2 separate regions of the Drosophila melanogaster genome follow, and region 1 is linked to region 2. The links are chromatin contacts, called in public Hi-C maps. All regions are on one chromosome and are shown on one strand. Each heading gives the region's core, a stretch centred on a gene start, on an enhancer-like site or on the middle of the called end of the contact. The rest is flanking DNA. Distances are from core to core; before and after follow the strand shown.

What was found. Hi-C and Micro-C count contacts between places; a contact is called where the count stands out from the background.
Region 1: a contact with region 2 is called in a Hi-C map of the Kc167 cell line, with 2.8 times the contacts expected there. The contact joins the promoter of Kap3 here to the promoter of Aladin in region 2. A contact is called at or near these places in 2 of 107 Hi-C or Micro-C datasets (the Kc167 cell line and the S2 cell line).

Annotation. Positions count from the first base shown.
Region 1 is chrX:11,338,435-11,341,720 of dm6, reverse strand. Kap3 (Kinesin associated protein 3) reads left to right here and starts at 1,637. Exons shown (of 10, transcript NM_001103480.2): 1 at 1,637-1,983; 2 at 2,311-2,507; 3 at 2,932-3,049. The coding sequence starts at 2,473. CG34348 reads right to left here and starts at 1,848. Exons shown (of 4, transcript NM_001103484.3): 1 at 1,224-1,848; 2 at 976-1,114. The coding sequence starts at 1,269.
Region 2 is chrX:9,272,049-9,275,183 of dm6, reverse strand. Aladin (aladin,) reads right to left here and starts at 1,771. Exons shown (of 4, transcript NM_001298120.1): 1 at 1,273-1,771; 2 at 928-1,212; 3 at 494-870; 4 at 1-257. The coding sequence starts at 1,670. It overlaps Cfp1 (CXXC finger protein 1), which reads left to right and starts at 2,224. Exons shown (of 3, transcript NM_132328.3): 1 at 2,224-2,518; 2 at 2,581-3,135. The coding sequence starts at 2,295. snoRNA:CG16892-a (a small nucleolar RNA gene) reads right to left here and starts at 470; the gene lies at 322-470.

The sequences.
Region 1 (3,286 bases), core at 388-2,887, 2.1 Mb before region 2:
ATGGCCAACCGGTTGGGCATTAGAGAGTTGGAAATGTAGAATAAATAGAAGCACGCCAACACAGGCCAGTTCAAGTATATATTTGAGTATATATACATACATATATGTATATTTATAAGCCGAGTAAAAGTTGGCCGAGTCGATCACCTGCCGTTCGACTTGGCTTTTCATTTTCAGTATCGGTGCAATGGTCGAGGGTGTAATGTTCTTCAGGGGTCAGTGTAGTCAGTGCAGCCCAACTTGGCTATATTCCAACTATATATACTATCTAGATGAATATAATTCAAATATATTACTATCTGGTACACATATCAATCCTTTTTTTTAGATCGATAACAGCAGTTTTTACAACTGAAATCTAAGAACTCAAGTAATTGCTTTAGTTTCAAAAACTTTTTCGAGCTAGAAACACATGTAGATTATGCTTATCGTATTAATTTACTTAATTTGCAGAAAACGATCAATTATTGCTGAGCACTTTTTTTAATGCCCATAATTTCGATGATTCAACACATATTCACGGTTTGTCAAAATGTTAATTTCAGCGTTTTGGGAAACAGCTGCATCATAAGTTCCCTTAAAAACAGTGAAAACTAAGTTTATTGGACTATATTACGTTTTCTGTTTGCCTTATAGAGTGTCCACTGTATTCCCGTGCTTTGTTTTATCTAGCTTTTTTTGTTGGCAACACTGGCTGCCCAACTCTCTCCCACTCTACGCCCCTTCCTTACAACGCCATCTCTTTTTATGTTCCCTTTTAATTACAGGTGCAGAGCGGGACGGAAGACGCCGGCCAAAGGGGGAAGGGGTGCGTGGTAAGGGTGAGTGGGGGAAACTTGGCTCCAAAAGTGCGCGATCAGCATGAGAGAGTTCATTAACAGTTGCAATTGAGCCCGCGAAGCACACTGTAATTGTTGTAATTCCAATTTCCCACCCAACTTATACGCAGCTTTCCAACATTTCCATTTCGCTTACCTGTGCAGCTTGTAGATGAATAGCACCAGGAACGAAATGTAGATGAGGGCCACGAAGACCAGCGGCAGCAGAAAGGTGACAATCAGGGGGGTGAGGAAGCGATATAGCCATAGCGAATAGTCCAGATCGATGTAGGAGGCTAGAATCACAAGGTATGCAGTTGGTGGAGGGGCATTTGTTATGTATGTATGTATGTACATAGGTCAGCGGTGCGCCTTATCGGGCGCCAAATATTCGATATTACTCACACAACAGGGAGTGCAGCGTTTTGTACAGGTTCTCCAGAAATTCCATTGTCAGGCGCTGCTCCACCTCATTTGTTGTTCTTGCGCGAAAAGAGAAGCGACCGCCCACCACAACAAAAACACAAAAAAAAACGGTAGAAAAAAGAAGGGAAAATACGACAGAACAAAAAAAAAAAAAAAAAAAACAAATCGGTTTGGCCTGATTTTGTACACTTTCTTCGGCTCGCTTTGCGCTTTTCGAATTCTTTTCGCTTCCTCCTGCTTGGCGATTCTTTTAAATGGTCATCGTATAGTGCGTTTCATTTGAATCAGTATTTAGTATTTGCGCGGCTTGAAATGCATTTTATTTGCATGTTATTTGCTATTGTTATTGTTATTGTCAGTCGAGACTGTTTGCTGGTTTGTTTGTTGTGATTTTCCTAGCACAATGTAAACAATTCGCGGCGCTGCGCTCCACTCGGCTCACACGCAGTAGAGACAACCGACACCGTTCGCAGTCAGAAACATTGTGATCGCGCCGCGCTTTTTTTTGGTTAATAATACTACAAAGTAGCGATTCTTTTATTGTTGTTCCTTCATTCCATTTCGTTTGCTTTTCTGTTGCTCATCTACGTTCTTTGCACCTGGCAACGCCGGCCCAGCTGTTCTGGCTGCAGTCGTTGCCAGACTTTGGTTCTTGGCACCCAGAACAGAACAGTGATGCTCTCTTGGCTAATCACACCTGTTTCTAGCCGGTCAAGGAAGTTCGAGGAAAAACAAAGTTGTTAGTATACTGCATATTATGAATGGCAAGTTCCCAATTAGAATACAACCGCCAACTTGAATTTGAACATTCGCTTATTGGTTTGTATCGATTGAGTGCTATCGGTAATTGCCGGGTGCCGTGGCACCATCGATAGTACCGCCAGTGAGCAGACAGTTGTGCCAGCACTAGCACTTATCGACATTAAATCGGAAGTCGCATTGCAATCGCATGCAATTTGTTTTGTTATTAATTTTCCAAATAATCTCGGGCCTGGTGCTGCTGCCAATTGTGATTCACTACGTCTATTACATAATAAATGCGATTGCCGGCGATCTGTGCGAGCAGAAGAGAGCGCAAAGAGAGCAGCAGCTGCAAAGGAGCCCCACTCCGCGCCACCAAAACCGCCACCCCCCGCATCCGCCACCCACCGAAGAGGAGCCTGTGCTTTCCATAAACAATTTGACAAATTCTAGTCGCTCTCCGACAGCAGCAGCAACAACAACTGCAATGCAAACAAACGATGACGCCAAGTTTATAAAAAAGTGCGTATGTATGGGATTAGATCGTGCGTGCGTGCGTGTGTGTGTTTGTTTGTTTTCATGTGTGGGTGTACAAGTGGCCGAAGAACAAAAGAAATAGCTAAAGCACTCGTCATGCGTCAGAAAGAGAGCCACAATCACCTGGCGCTCTCTATTGATTTTCCACTTTGCGTTCACGCTTCCTCCTTTTGTTTTTTGTTATTTGCAACCGTTAATCGTTATTCGTTATTCGTTGGGTTCTTAACTTTTTTGTTCGTTTTATTAAAACAAAAGCACAAGTTAAGCCAGGCTCAAAAAAAGAATTGGATTGAAAAATCTATTACCTCATTACGCATTGAACCGCATAATTTATGATTGATCCAACAATTTGTCTCGCTCTCAATCCAAAACAAATGCAACGACAACAACAAACAAACAAACAACGAAGGAGGTGGAAAGGCGGATCCATTGAACCGCATCCCACGGATAAGGCGCTGATTGTCAACTACCAACTGGAGGCCACCGTCTTCGGGGAGCCCAACAATCCGATGATCGAGGAAAAGAAGGTAAGAACGCACGGTTACACATCGCTGCACTGGGAGAAAATGCTAGTAGATATTAGAAAATTAAAATAGGACCAGCATTATTGGTATCAAAGATGTTGATAGGGAAAGAATATAATAACAACAATATGCGAACATCTGTAACTTAGTTCTTAACTATGTTAGGTTCATAAAAAAAAAGGAAACAAAGTTGATCCTTAATCGAATAGGTTGAAAAATTGATCTAGATGTGTACACATA
Region 2 (3,135 bases), core at 522-3,021:
GAAGCAGATGAAGCTCGGGTGCTCCGCCGCCGTCTCGCCGCTCAGATAGTAAGCCGCCGAAATCTGCAGATCGAACTTCTGTATGAAGGTGCGGAAGACGGCGATGCAGTTGGTCGCCTTGAATGTGACTACCAGATAATTGCCATGCGGATCCCAAGCAAGCTGCTGGGCGGGACCACCGACAAGCGTGCGATTCGCATCAATGCTACAAGCATTTAGATCTGCAATGGGCAGGATTTCCTTCTCATCCGCCGAAGCTGCAAGGAGATACAAAAACGGAATATGTTAAATATCAACTAGTACATTGGTACCGGTTTTTGTTTTTGTAGTCAGCATTATACAGGCGGTCTGTAAGCTGCAACAGCCGCCAACCTGTTACTGACTGCTTTGATCTGGGGCAGCCCCAAATCGCACCCTTGTATCTGACCACCGTTTCAGTTCAGACACTGGGAGCAGACTGCCCTGAATACGTACTCAAAGCTTTCGTACTTACAGGATAGCAGACTCTGTTGCACGAACTGCAGGCGGTAGAGAATCGGTTCGGCACTGCTGACGAAGAGCAGGAAGCGACCGCAGGGCGACCAACAGGCTGTTTGGACATAGCCTCCGGGACCGCACACCCATCGCTCGGTGGTCCATTGCTGGTGGCAGTTCCACACGCGGAACACCCGATCCACGGTGGCTGCGAACAGCCAGTCATTATCCGGCGACCACTTCAGCAGCGAGCCCGGCGGACCCAAACGCTTGAGTGGCTGCATCATTCCGGTGTCCGGCTGCCAGATAATAATGGAACGATCTCCTATTGAGGCGGTGGCCAACTGGGTGCCATCCTTGTTCCACTGCATCGAGGTTATTGGCAGATTGTTTGGGCTAAAAGGGAAAATAAGTTATGTATTTACCAACTAACGATAAATTTTCTATACTGACTATTTAAAAATCTCGCTGGGTGCATTTGTGCGTCCCAAATGCAAAGTGCTGTCCACTTCCCAGAAACACAGACCCTGCCGACAACCTATCACGATCTCGGAAGCGCAGAGTGGACGCCACGCCATGCAGGTGATCTGCGTTTGGGATGGACTCTTTAAAACAGTGGCAGTGGTCGCACTGGAACTCTTTGTGTAGATGCGCACCACATCGTCTACACCGGCTACGGCTAAGCAAAAGAAGTGCTGATTCCAGGCAAGATAGCGCACATCGCTGTTGAGCCAATCCCTGAATGAATGGGACAGTAAGGTTTAGGTATTATTGGTCAGTTGGCTGCGCCCCACCCACCTGGTCTCCACGAACTGAGCAATACGCTCTGCACTAAGCTGCTGGGTGTGCGGGAGGATCCTCAGGCCGGTGGCCAGGCCCAGAAATTGTGCGATTAAATCACCCGCCTGGGCAATAAGCGGCGCCTGCTCCCTGGTCTCTGGGCTGCGTGCCTCCTCCAGCGTCTTCCAGAATCCGCCATTAAAGAAGCTGCGAGCTATGCGCTTTAGGACACCCTCATTCACAGATACGAAGCTCTGTCCGCCGTAGTACCGCTGACCAGCCGGATTGGCCAGAAGTTCGCTGTTCAGGTTTATCTGCGGATAGCGTTCCAGCTCTGGGATGTGATTGTGCCGCAGCGCCAGATCCGGCAGCGTGGAGAACGGCGGACACTGTTTTAGGTTGCTCAGGGCCGCCATAATTGCAGACTATTCACATTCAATTCAGTTCAGTTGAGAAAAAATGGTAACGAAATACAAAGAAAAAACCGCGCGGTTATTAGAGGTGAGAAAAAGCCGACAATGTCAGTGGTAATTCGATGCTTAATTTTTCTATCGATGTTTAATTTTACGAAACTTCGAAAATACTGGGCCGCGGCAAAATCTTAAAGATTATCGAAAAATAAAAATTAGGTATATATAAAGTAACAATCTTTTGTAGGTTTTATATTCACGTTGTTTCTCTTTCAAGAACTCTATTTAATCTCATAGATCTCGAACACACTATCGTTTGTTATTAAGACTATGGAATTAGTTCTCTCGATATAAGTGTTACGAAGCATTTTATATTTATACACAGCTTACAATAAATACCTAAAATTGTTTTTATTGTATAGTCATACATCAATTAAAATCTACAACGTAGTTTTATGCTAAATATTATATATTTTATTAGGCCAGAACCTATCGATTGTCTGCAATACATTATTAGTAGGCTATCGATATCCTTTCATTCACCATCTCCATCGCAAAAAAAAATTCCATGAAACTTAATTGACGGATTTGGATTTGGACTGGATTTGTTGTCGGAAAGATTGCTGCGAGATGACGGACAAGCGCAAATATAAGAAGACCGTAAGTTTCACCCGCTGCACGGCAATCATATTTTTAACTACAAAGGAGGTTTCCAAACAGAAAGAGGAAATCAGGCGGGAGATCGCACGGGAATTTGATTTGCCTGAGCGCAAGTCCAAGATAGCCACCATTCTAAAGCAGGAAGACCAAGCGTACTGCATATGCCGCTCCTCCGACTGCTCCAGGTTCATGATGTGAGTTGAATGGCCTTAAAGGGCTAGATCCCGGCTAACTACTTGTACCCTTCGCTTTCCAGAGGCTGCGATGGTTGCGAGGAGTGGTACCACGGCGACTGTATAGGGATCACCGAGAAGGAGGCTAAACACATCAAACAGTACTACTGCCGGCGCTGCAAAAAGGAGAATCCCGAACTACAAACCATATTCCGCCTGGTGGCCACCGAACGGGCAGCCGCATCGAACGCCGCCTCTACAAGTCTCAATGCCCCGGGCGTAGGTCCATCGGGAGCTGCGCCTGCTGCTGCACCGGTGGCGTCCGCAACAACCAGCCAGCAAGCGCCGCCACCGACCACTGCGGCAGCGAAGCGCAAAAACAGCAGCGCCCGAGAACCAAAGATGGGCAAACGTTGTGGTACCTGTGAGGGATGCCGGCGTCCCAATTGCAACCAGTGCGACGCGTGCCGCGTTCGCGTGGGCCACAAGCCGCGCTGCATATTCCGCACCTGCGTTGTCCAGGCGGCGACGGTCTTAAAGGAGTCGCAGGCAACTCAAGCCGGCCCAAGTAGGAAGCGGGAAAAGGCGGCACCCAAGAGTCGCAATGTCCAAGTGGGCCCGCGGGCGGCCAGTCCGGA